Linked DNA regions of Lactuca sativa: region 1 is linked to region 2. A link is a contact called in public Hi-C data. All regions are on one chromosome and are shown on one strand. The core of a region is the stretch at or near the end of the contact, and the rest is flanking DNA. Distances in the headings are between cores, read along the strand shown.

Region 1 (6,800 bases), core at 1,314-3,813, 640 kb after region 2:
ACCGGTAAAAAAGATTTACCATCACCGTGAAACGGACCTTTTACAGTTCTTTTGAAGCTCTCTAACAAATGGTAGATAGAATACCCGATATACGCGTTTTCAAAAACTTCAAGTATGGTGATTTTCAAATTCTTGTCTCTATCAAACACGAATGTGATAGGTTGTGGGGTCAGGATTGTGGATTTTAAAATTTCCAAGAACCAACGCCAGGTGTCAGTGTCTTCAGTGTCTACTATAGCAAATGCAACAGGGAAAAAACCATCGTTTCCATCAATGGCATTTGCTGTAAATATAAATTCTCCGAATTTTGACCTTAATGAAGTGGATTCAAGGAAAAGAAGTGGGCGACAGCTGTTTTGGAATCCGGATAATGGAGCGAAAAAAGAGACAAAAAGGGATTTGAATCTTTTGTTTTCATTAATCACGAGTTTTGAGATGCTTCCAGGGTTTGTTTCTAGAATCTTCTCACAGAACCATGGTAACTTGTTGTAAGATTCTTCATGTCCATGAAGTTTTTCTTTTTCCACTTTGACAATATCAAGCAAAGTTTCAGGCGCCACGTCATCATCAAGTTCTTGATCACTGCTGTCAGGTGGAGGGACAGCTCGAGGGCGTCCTCTTTTTCTCCCTGATTTTGTCCCTGCTCCCTCTTTAGCAGCTAACCTCCCACTCTTTCTTTGTGATTTTCCAATTTTACCCTTGGACCCCGCAGAATCATCGGGGTTAGAAACTATGGTGGGGCGGCCATTGGCACCAAATTTCCAAGAAGGGGTACGCCTACGTTTCTTGACACTGTCAGCAGGGGTAGTATTGACATTTGGCTTCTTTCTTTTTGGATACCTACTAGGGACAAAATCGGAACTACAATCAGAATCTTGATTGATGTTGACTTGTTCAGAATCAGCACTTGTGGAGGTGTCTCCTGTGGACCCCTCATCCTTTGACACTTTTGTTTCGGTTTTTTCTTCATTTTCATTAGAAGATGCTTCAGTTTTAGCAGCTACAGTTCGGCGTGTTGTCCTCTTAGATGGGGATGCTAAAGGACTCTTTTGCCCCTTATCTTCTTTCTTCATCTTTTTATCTTTCTTGTTACCAACTTTGCCTCGTTTAACCACATCATCTTTCTTGGGACTCGTGTTGTCATTGTTTATAGTCTCATTGTTCTTGACATTGCTTTGGCTGTGAGGATCATCAGTATGATTAAAGAAATAGGAAGAAATGAAAGTAGAATGATGTAAATGTGTTTTTTTGATAGAACATACCTGTTAGTTTGTGTATCTAAGGCACTTCGATCAAAACCTGGTGTTCCTGTAACAAAGACTTCAGCTGTCAGTGCATCTCCATGAAAATCAATCATTCTTTTTACATCCTTATCGTTCTTCACTGTAATCAGGTTTCGTTTGTTTCCTGGAAGGAAATACTTGACAGTAACTGTTTCCTGGTTGAAATTACATGTTTCAGCCAAATTCAACTTTAATTCACTGAAGGGAGTCTCAGAATTGACATTTGCTGCATTTGCCTCTCCTCCATTATAAGTCATGGTTCCATCTTCATTTGTAACAAATTCACCACCAGATTGACAGATTAATATAAGCTTACCCTTTGCCATTTCATAAACCTACAGAAACAAACACAGCCAAGCAAAAAAAGGTTAACCTAGAGGGAATAAATGGGGAAGGAGACATCTTTGACCATCTATCTTTAGTGAGGGCTTCAAGTATGGAAAACTGCATACATAGCTCAGTTCCCAACCAACAAAACAAAGCTACAGTGTTGGCTTTTAAAGTCGGCTCTAGTATATGTCAATTACGAAATTTGGTGAAATTAACACCAACATTGTTCGATTCATAGTAGTTGGTATAAGCTTAATGTTTTATATAACTTTTCTCTTGAGAAGCAACTCATTCTACGTAGAAACACAAAGTATAATTTGTATTGCGGAAGACAAAAAATCAACCAACAAAACAAATGATACAGCTACAAGTTCAGCAAGAAACACCAATAAAGGCAAAAAATTCACCAAAATTACATACAGAATGTCAGCCAGAGTTATGAAACCTTCAGAATCAACGTAAAGTACGCAAAAAGTGATACAGAAGGAAGCAGCTTACCTAGTAACTCTGCTTTTGCAGTTGCAGTTGTTTGACTGAATCGAAACTTAGGGTTTTCGGGGTTAAGATAAAATTTGGGGAGCTTGTAGAGAGAGAGGAAAGCGATGATTGGCGTTCAGGTGGTGATTTTCAGATCAAATCGACGACGAAGGGAGAGGACATAGGAATCGAGGGGGCATTATGGAATTAGGGCAAAAGCGGGGAGAGGAATTGAAACGAAAAGGGGTTAACGCCGTTGAAGAGGGAGGTCACCTTGCGGAGTAATCCTTGGATTATAAGCTTTAAAAAGTTATGTGGCAAATTTGGAAATTTTCGTAAAACATTGGTTTCACCTTTTGGTGTTCATGTCAAATAGTATTGATTATCCGTTATTCAAAGAGGTTCTCATATTTATTTTCTAGAATTACAAAAGAATGTTTACAACTTGTTATATGATAACAAAAGATGTAACTGTGATAAAAAATAAAAAAATAAAAAAATAAATTTAATAAATATAAAAAATATCACCAAAGTTTGTTATGCAAAATGTCTCATTATTTTTATTTACTTTAATATGTTCAACCATTTTTTTATAAAAATTAGTCCGTTCGTTTCGATATAAAAATAGACATAAAACTGTGCTAATTGAATCGCTCATTCCCAGGTTCCCGATTTAAAGCGGTTTTTAAAACATTGTTAAAGGGTGCGTAGAAATTTTTCGGATTTATATCTGAAATGTGATAAAAAAAAAAATTGGATAAAATGATAAATTAAACAATAAAAGAAGTTTTCATATTGTTTTGTATGTTTGTTGCAAAAATATAATTTTATAATCCATATGATTTTTAGAGTTGATACAATTATAAATTGGTTTACATTTATAATAAACACTTTTAAATAAGTTATAAGCCCTTTGAAATAAATTCTAGGAAAAATACTTATAAAAAATTGTTTATCTAAGTTAATAAGTACATTTTTATTCAAACACTCAAAAATAGTATTAGTGTCAACTTTGGTAAGGAATCATGATCAAATCAAAAACTAATAGTCTTCAAAATCGTTGTAAAAACCAAATTTTAATATCGAAACACACCCAAAAAATTTCTTTTATAAATTAGTTTCACATATGGTGTTCTTCCATACGTAGGCCAATATATAAAAATGTATATAAGTATATTTCAACATAATAAATTCGAAAAATAAACATGACAATAGTCATGTGCTACTTAGTCTTCACCACAAAAGGATCTTCTAGACAAACTCTTCTATTTGGAACTAATCCTCTTTCTTACTTACCATTGAGGACATGTATCTTAAGACATTATTAACGATTATATTAATGGATAACATTTGGTTAACATCTTCCATTCATTTGCATCTCATCACAATATGATTTCATATATCATGATGTGAACACTTCATAATTGTTAGTCTTACATTCCAACATTAATATATTATGTTAAATGAACATAGATAAGAAATTAGCATCCAAATTTGTTTCGCTACACGATCACCGACTATCATCATCTATCATAGAACATCTATTACATATGTAAAAATACACATTCACACGTTCTTTGTGACAACTACAAGTACCTCACCTATATAGTTATAACTACTCGTTCATATTTCATTATTTCCATGTAAACTATCTTCATCATTAGATAGTCTCTTCCTATATCTTTCCCAAATCCCATATATTCTACTAGATAATCACTTTTGGAATCCATGTAAGCACTAACCCTCGGTCCCTCACAAGTAGGTGATTTAGAATATGACATCAATATTTAACCAGGTCATGATATAATGTGGTTCCAAAATCAGCAAATGTGATAAGTGTGTCTATATCAAAGATACATATAGTGAGTATGTTATTGTGTATCTATACATAGATGACAAGCTTATCATTAGAAGCAATGAAAAGACAATAAGGTCAACTAAGCACATGTTGAAACCAAGGTTTGAAATTATAGATATAAATCTAGTTGATGTGATTCTTAGTGTCAAGATCAAACATACCCAAAAATGGACTTATGTCAAAACCCATTATATGAACAAAAGCCTTGAGAAATGATACATGTGATTCCAATATAGCTAGAACTCCTACTGTCACATGTCAACTTCTATCAAAGAATGCATGTCAACATTTATTTTTTACATTTCCCAATTTCAAGATACTTATTATTGCCCACCGAAATTCAATATAGCCTCTTAGTTTACAGATACCTGAATTTTGTTCTTTTCTCTTATAAAACTTAAATCACCGCCACCAAAAATTTATAAAGGATGGTGGTTGGAAGACGATCTAGTAACCTCGATCTTGACTACAAGGGATAAAAATTGGGAAGCAAGAAATTGGGAAAATAAGCGTTGATTGCATGGGTGTTCGTGTCCTTGCGACAAAATGACATAGAAGCAGGTTAACACCCTATAAGGCTTGAGGGCGTGGGGCAACATTTAGTTCGGCAAACCATGCCAAGCATGATATAAACCATCCTTTCATCGAAGCATTGGCAAGGAAAAGTAGGTTTGTGGCATTGGATTGCCGGAGAGAGAGAGAGAGAGAGAGAGAGAGAGAGAGAGAGAGAGAGAGAGAGAGAGAGAGAGAGAGAGAGGAGAGAGAGAGAGAGAGAGAGAGAGAGAAAGAAAGAAAGAAAGAAAGAATGTGCATGTGAGTGTAATATTTATTTATGTACTTTTTTTTCTTCAAATTTTGCAAATTTGGCTCACCTTTCAAAATAACATGGTATACATGTCTTGTGATAAAAATGACGTGGCAGTGAAGTAGATGCCAAAAAACTGATGTGACAACGTGGGACGTCATGTACCACTATCTCAAGCCTAAAGGTCATTTCACAATAAATGTCATTTTATAATAATTGGCTTCTATTTCAATCTTAGGAGTTGGGGATTGGAGATTTGAAGCACTTAAGTGTTAACACCACCAAATAATAATAAGTGTTAACTCATATTATAACATTCAAAATTAGTTGCAGTAATGGAAAAAAATAATCCATCTCAATGATTCGATTTTATTCAAAATACACTAAAGTATCTCGTTTTATTAAAATGCAATTAAAGCAAACGAGGGGCTTGGAAAATAGACAGATTAACTAAATTGGAATCAAACAAACTTACGCTGGTGGACATTCGAGTTATTATCAAATATATTATTTGTTACCACAAAGTACATACTAATTTAAATAACACGAGATCATACATCTTTGATTGTTTGGAACACATGGTCAAAGTTGTCATTATGCAAAGGTTTTCTAAACATCTTTTAGGTTGGCCCGAGGCCTAATTATCTCTCTACCAAAACCTCCACATTAAGTGTCACAAACCTTGCTCGAGTCATTCTCGAAATGTTCCACTCTTTTTTGTCCTGGACGTTTTTTTTTTTGTCCAGTTTTGCGGTCTTTGCGTGTGTATTTTTTGTATTTTATTGGTATTCTGTTTTAGAGTTTTCCATTAACAAATGTATGATTAGCACAAAAATGATATATTAAGACTAACCAAATATAATAATATTAAAATTAAATAAAAGAAAGAAGGGAAAAAAAATTGGATAATACGTGATTAACACAGAAATGACATGAATATAAACCTTGGGTTCAAGTCTAATTTTCAATCGGTCTCGGGTCAATTTCGTACAGGGTCTATATTTTTCGGTCTTTCGGTGTGGTCTTTTTCTGGACTAGTTTGGTCTCGATCTATTTTTTTAGGACTAGTCTTTTTATTCATGTCCAAGTCAAGCTTTTCACCACGTAACTAAAACATCATTAGAGTACCTTTCGTATTAAAACATGTTCTTTTATTAGACCTAACTCATTTCTATGGTTACCAAATGAGCCCTTAATGAATTTTTGCATACCATCCAAACGGATTACCAACCACATTTATATACCATCCTCAAAGGTTCTCAAAGTTTGGGGTTGCACCAAACCAGTTATATAAAACAAAATCAAATGTAATATTTGCTACTTAAATCGATCAAGTGAAAGTAAGTTTAAGTGAAAAATATCTAGCAGAAAATATACAAAGTAAATTATAAAAACCTTTAGTACAAAAGTTGGATACATAATATTCATAACTAGATTTTGTTGATATAAAATCATCTTTTATTATAATAGTTATCTGCAACATTAAACCAAGGGCGAAGTTAATTCAAATATCAAAGTGGCTCAAAAGAAACTTTAATCAAAACTACAATCATATCATACCTTTAATTAAAATTGAGACGCCATGAACTAACAAAGAACTTGAAAGATCAAGATCCATCATATAATCTCTCTTCTACAACCATCAAGATTCAAACTTTATGAAGCTCTCAATATTATTCTTCAGAAAATACATTAAATTAATACAAGATTACAAAAAATTACTAACTTTTGGAACAATCCGGATAGAACCCAGAAAAAAACTATTCAAGACCTAAGAAAATCTCTATCAAACTTTAACTAAACAATCAAAACTGTTAGTTTCCATCATGTTCTTCAGTTGAGAACTTGGTGTATAGCCTATTTTAAACATATGACCAAAAACACTCAAACCAACATCTAACTTATCCCTTTCACATAAAATCGCAATCATCTTTTCAAAAGTTCCTTGATCGGGTATAAGCCTATTTTTCACCAAATATTCCAACCAGTATACCCCTGTTTCAATATACCCTTTTTTGCTCAATCCAATAATAACATGTTCATCAAT
Region 2 (6,387 bases), core at 1,191-3,690:
TCATTTATAGTCTTTGTTCATGATGAGGGTGCAATGACTTTCTCATAAGAGATCGAGAGCACCACTTTTTTGATGGGACAAAAGATTGCAACTTTTGTCTGATTAACATCAACGTCAGTCCAATGCACACCAAACACAGTACAATCAGTACAATTACAGTATCACCTAACCTCATAAAAGTAGATTTAGAAAGTAAAGATTTTACCGCTGGATTTCTAGGGTCATCTTCGGGAATATTTCTTTCAACCTTTCCAACAAGATCAGCTCCGACATCAGCAGCTTTTGTATAAATACCACCACCAACTCTACCAAAAAGAGCCATGGAAGAACCACCAAGTCCATAACCAGTAATAGACTCAAAAAGACCTTCCCAATCATCACCATAATAAATCTTGAAAAGATTAATGGTGATATACAACACAAGAAGACCATTTGCAGCAAGAAGGAACCCCATAACTGCTCCAGATCTGAATGCAACAATGAAAGCCTTCCCAACACCCTTTCTAGCCTCAAGGGTAGTTCTGGCATTTGCATATGTGGCAATTTTCATTCCAAGAAACCCAGAAATCACTGAAGTCACAGCTCCAAGGATGAAGGAGACAGTGCTGAAGACAGCTGTCATTAGAGCAGGTTTGCACATTTTGGTGGTGTCGTATGTGCATACTTTGCTACTTGTGCTGAAACTCTCAACAGATCCCAGAAATACAAAGATTAGAACAGCAAAAATCACCATGAAAATACCAACATATTGGTATTCAGTCATTAGAAAGGAGGTTGCTCCTGCAATATCAAAAAAAAAAATTAAGTAGAAAGTTGAAACAATCAAAATAAACTAAAAATGTAGAAACTCAAACTTGAAGGACTACAAATGCAATAAATGAAACTTTAACACTAAATTTGGTGTAGTATATGATGTTGGGTTGGAGTAAATTTACACCAAAAATGATGTTAACAACAAAAATGGTAAAAATGGTGTTGGGTTGGAGATGCCTTAATTAGCATATAATTATCGAAATACAGTAAATTTTGTTATTGTTTTATTGATAAAAGAGAGGTTAAAGTTAATGTAAATGATAATTCGTAACAACAAGAAAATGTATCATAGCTGAGAAAAAAACAATGCAGTTATTAATATATTCGATTTTAACATTGTGTGAATTTTTAACTTTATATGAGCTGGTCATGTCAGTAAAAGACAATGGAATGGCAACTGTTTTGTTTTCTTTATAAAAATTACATACATTTTTGGGTATATCTTGTTTTATTCTATAAGTACAAATGAAGAATAAAACTGTGGTTCTGGCTCCTGATAAACCATTTTCTGTTTTAAAAATCAACTAGATCTAAAAACAACATCAGATGCAATCGCATTTGAATCACAAAGATGCCTTAAATTTAAAGATCCCACGAATCATTTTAATTCAGATAAGAATATGCCACCGACAACCAACAATATCCCACCGACTGTGGAGAAATCACATTTCTCAAGATTTATACGATGTTGAAAGTTGCAGAAGATCAATGAAATGAAATTAATATCAAATCGGTTGTAATGTTTTTTTAATATTGGAAATTTAAGTATGAAAACTTGCATCTAACTCTACATACACGTGTAAATAAAGAATCATATGTATCCCATCGATTCAACAACCACCGCTATAACAATAGTGAAATTTAATAATAGTATTTAAGTAATGGAAAAGGTAGATCTCAATATGGACCAAAAGTTCCCACCAAACAGCATCATTCTTCGAAGAAAATTCAACCATAGTTGCAATTATAAAATTAAGTAGACTAGGTAAACTTCGAAATTGTAAATCAGAAATTAAAATATGAAACTTGAGAAATAGAACCACTCGAGCTCAAACAGCAATTCACGAACGAGATAATAGAATAAGTAAAATAAAAGAAGGAAGAACGGATAGGAAGAGAATATTCCAAATACGCAATAAAAAATCATGACCACAAATTCTCAGATTTCAATTCTCAAAATATTTTTCAACTAAAAATCATGTAACATTTACCAATTCAAACTAAATTTTACCTTCGGAAATAGCGGTCTGAATTTCAGCGCATTTCTGAACAACGGTGTGGTCGTTGATTCCTTCTTCTTCCTCAATCAACGCTTCCGTGTAGCCGTTCTTGTCGTCGGCGGAGGGTTTCTCCAGCGAGAGTTTGACTTGGGAGACTAGATACCATTGGAAGAGAGAGAAGATAATTCCGACAACTGCGCAGATTGGGATAATGATTTCAGTGCCGAGATCTGAGAGAATTGTGGACGTCCCCATGACTTTTGTGTCGGAGGACGGCAGCGATTGGCCAAAATAACAAGATCAGAGAGAGAAATCGAAAGAATTGAAGGAGAAAGAGAGATTCGGCCTTTAAATCTCTCTCAGATTTTATGGGTGGCGAATGCCGCTTCGACCTCGAAATGATAAATAGTGAGGGGATTTGAAAGATGAGAGACCAGTGGGCGGGTGTAGAGTTGATGAGTTGATTTTACCAGAGCAATATTTGCTAAACACAGAATTCTGATTCATTGACAACTTGTATTTTACGCAATTAAAGACACATATTTTCTAGAGTTTAGTAATTTAAGCTCTACAAAACAGGCTGACGCTAGTTGTTGTAGTTGTGGTGCACCATAAAATAATTATTGTCTATTTTTAAATTATATTTACCTATTTCTTTAAATAAATAAAAATTTTATTTTATGTTTTATATATTCTGATTTTCCGGATTTGTAAAAAATATTTTTAGTGTAATCATTCAATACGGACATGGATATCTTAACAAAACAATATTTTGATAATATTACTATTTTATAATATTACTAAGTGTGAAACCCGTGTATTACATAGATTTTTTTAAAAATAAAAATTTAATATGAATATATAAACATTAAATATTTTATAAAATAATGTTTTTCAATAACAAAATGTAATATTTTGGAGCATTTATGAAAAAAAATCAAATTGTTTGGAGCATTTATGAGAATTTATTATCAAATTAATAGAATGATAACTTTACATATATATAATCCATTAAAATTTTTTGGAAATTTATTTTAAAAAAATTGAAATTCCCAAAAAATGACAAGTGGAAAATAACAATTTTAAAAATCCTAGAAAATGACATGTGTCAAAATGAATGAAAAGAAGACAAGTGGCAAAAGTATTTTCATTTATTAAAGAGGATTTAGTGTGGCAACCCACGACGTCGTTTTATACTGATTAACTTATAGAAATGGTCCTAATGATTTAGTGAAATAGTAAAAATTTGCATTTTGAATCTAATTTTCTAAACACACCCACTACTTATTCATTTTTTTATATATGTGGTAGGGGTGAAAACTTTCGATCCAATACGTAACCCGATACTGACTAAACCCGAAAATAAATGGGTTTGAGTTGAAATGTTTAACCCGCCATCCTGTTTATTTTATGTGTTGGGTTGGGTTATCTGTTTGGGTTAGCGGATCAACCCGTCAACCCATATATATATATATATATATATATATATATATATATATATATATATATATATATATATATATATATATATATATATATATATATATATATATATATATATGAGAAAAGTGAATATACCCTTAAAGGTATGTAAACTTAGATACCCAAACTCACTATATTACATCGTTTTGTATCATATATACACATTGTAATTGTCTAATGTTCTTCTAATTCAACTTCTAACTTAATTTAATTACAAGATTTTTATAAATTTTATATTTATCTTCATTTTACATAATTTTCATTTTTAACTATAGTATATATAGCCTAGTAGGTGTTCGACATAAAGATGTGATCTAAGAGAAAAATAATAGTGAAATTTCGAAAATCCTGAAAGTAAAACAAGTTAGTGGTTAAAGTTTAAGAACATTAAAATAAATATATCACACAAAACGACGTATTATTTTGAGTTTGGGTACCTAAACTTATATACCCTTAAGGGTATATTCACTTATATATATATATATATATATATATATATATATATATATATATATATATATATATATATATATATATATATATATATAGATCGTTTCCGGTGATTACTCTTTTTTCGGTGAGAACTCGTAAGAACACCTTAATAAATTGAAAAAAAATACAAATCAAAAAATCAAACATAGTACTACATTGGAGAATAAAAAATTAGGAAAAAAATTGAATCATGGATCATAAAAATGATCCATGCTTCAGTTTTAATGATCCAAATTTTTTTTCTAATTTTTATTCTCTCTGATGTAGTACTATGCTCAATAGAGAATCATTATTAACCGATTAACCAATCTAAAACGTGGAAATTTAAAGCGATCAACGGCAAAATGAAGGTTATAGACTTTTACAATTGACGCACATACACCAGATTATAACAAAATTCACTTCCTTTTTTAGTTTAATTTTTTTAGGACATGTTTTTATCGAAAAAAAAAACGAATATACCAGTGTTCATGATTTTTCGTCCTCTTTCCATAGATATCTATATTGATATACAAAAATGTTTTTTCAAAAAACCCCACTTTATTTTTTTGTTTTTTGAAAACACACATACTCAAGAGTCACGAACGAAGAACAAAAACCACCACTGGCTGGCGGCCGCTCCTCACGTCCTCACCCTGTCACCCACTTATCATTGATTCGTTGGTCGCCTACTATCCCATCTGTCATCGACTCATTACTGACTTTAATTAATTTATGTTGAAAAAAACATCATTTTTTGAAAATGTGTTGTTTATTTATTAAACGAGTTATGCGGGTTGGGTTCGACTCACTAACCTATGAACCCGCGAACCCATATACTTAAACGAGTTATATGGGTTGGGTTGTGGTGATGTTTCCAACCCGCCAACCCATATATTATATAGGATTGAGTTGAGTTTATATTTTTGACCATGTAACACCCATAAAAGATCATGTCTAATTTAAACTTTTTCAAAACATTAAAACAGTTAACATTTACAAAATTCATTTTCAAAATAATAACCATCAGAGTATCCCAGTATCAAATCATGAAATCATAATGATATGAAGAGTGGTACGATCATGCCTTCGCTTTCCGCGGTCACCAGAAGTATCTGAAACAATAGTCGATAGATGTAAGCTCGAAGGCTTAGTGAGTTACCTCCAAAATACCAACCTCATAACCATAATCATATCATATAAACAAACACAGAACAATATGCATAATGGGCCGTCATCCTTGATTGGGCCGTCAGCCTTGACTGGACTGCCTCGCATGCCTTCAGTCTATCTGGACCGTTCTCAGAGCCTCCAGCACGTTTGGTCCGCCTCGCAGGGCCTTCAGCCTATCCGAACCGCTCGTCGGGCCTTCGGTCTGACTATCATACCCTACTGGGTCTGTAGTCTATCCGGACCGCCCTGGCCTTCAGCACAAAGCAGGACCGCCTCAACCCAAACCCCCAATCAATCAAACATGTGCACATACATATCATACGCTAGCATATATAATAGTCAACCGATCTAACAGATCAAATAGCATAGCAACATCCTATAACCAGGATACCGACCTAACCGGTCAGTAATATAGCATTATCCTATATACCAGGATACCGACCTAACCAAGTCACTAAGCATGAGCATATCACCATCCTAACTACCAGAATGTAAATCAATAAACATATCATGCAATAATTCGGATACAATTCCATAAAGGGTCGGCCTTGGTGCCTTAGACCCTATCGATATGGTGAGGAGAACTCACCTCGCAACTGTCGATTCGAAAGATAAGCCCAACCTCTCGGATCACCGACACGAACTCCACCACCTATAATTACCATAAAATCCTTTTTCATAAATTTCCAATTACAAAAGTACCCCCCCCCCCCCCCCGAGGTCAACTGGTCAATCCCTGGTCAATGCTAAAGCCAACAGTCAAGGTCAACAGTCCATGTTGACCCGACTCGTCAAGTGCAGTTTACCGACTCGTCGAGTCCTTCCTGAACTCGAGATGTCATGAAATCCTTGGTTGACTCGTCGAATTTCCTCACAATTCGTCGAGTTCACGTGTATCAAAGGGTTGGGGAAAAACTCTAACTGACTCGCCGAGTCATGCGACTGACTCGCCGAGCCCAAGTCAATCTTCATCAGACTCGCCGATTTGTTCATCCAACTCGTCGAGTACATGACTATCTTCATATGACTCGCCGATTCAACCTTGCGACTCGCTGAGTCCTTTCAATCCTTCAACCATATAGATGCTTTTTAAGTCATACAAAGGCTCCATATTGTAGATCTAAGCTCATAAGGCATGATTATCACGTAAAGTTGCAAACTTTACGTGCATGCAAAGCTTTCAAGCTCTAAAATGACAAAACCAAGTTTACAATGAGGTCTAACACTT

Evidence for each region. Hi-C and Micro-C count contacts between places; a contact is called where the count stands out from the background.
Region 1: a contact with region 2 is called in a Hi-C map of leaf, with 10 times the contacts expected there. The contact joins the promoter of LOC111881803 here to the promoter of LOC111881873 in region 2. A contact is called at or near these places in 2 of 4 Hi-C or Micro-C datasets (leaf and seed).

The regions. Positions count from the first base shown.
Region 1 is chr5:229,408,642-229,415,441 of Lsat_Salinas_v11, forward strand. LOC111881803 reads right to left here and starts at 2,564. Exons shown (of 3, transcript XM_023878196.3): 1 at 2,112-2,564; 2 at 1,263-1,618; 3 at 1-1,179. The coding sequence starts at 1,609. It overlaps LOC111881830 (pentatricopeptide repeat-containing protein At5g18950), which reads right to left. Exons shown (of 1, transcript XM_023878219.3): 1 at 6,379-6,800. The coding sequence ends at 6,540.
Region 2 is chr5:228,772,218-228,778,604 of Lsat_Salinas_v11, forward strand. It overlaps LOC111881873 (pyrophosphate-energized vacuolar membrane proton pump), which reads right to left and starts at 2,441. Exons shown (of 6, transcript XM_023878257.2): 1 at 2,045-2,441; 2 at 206-780. The coding sequence starts at 2,288.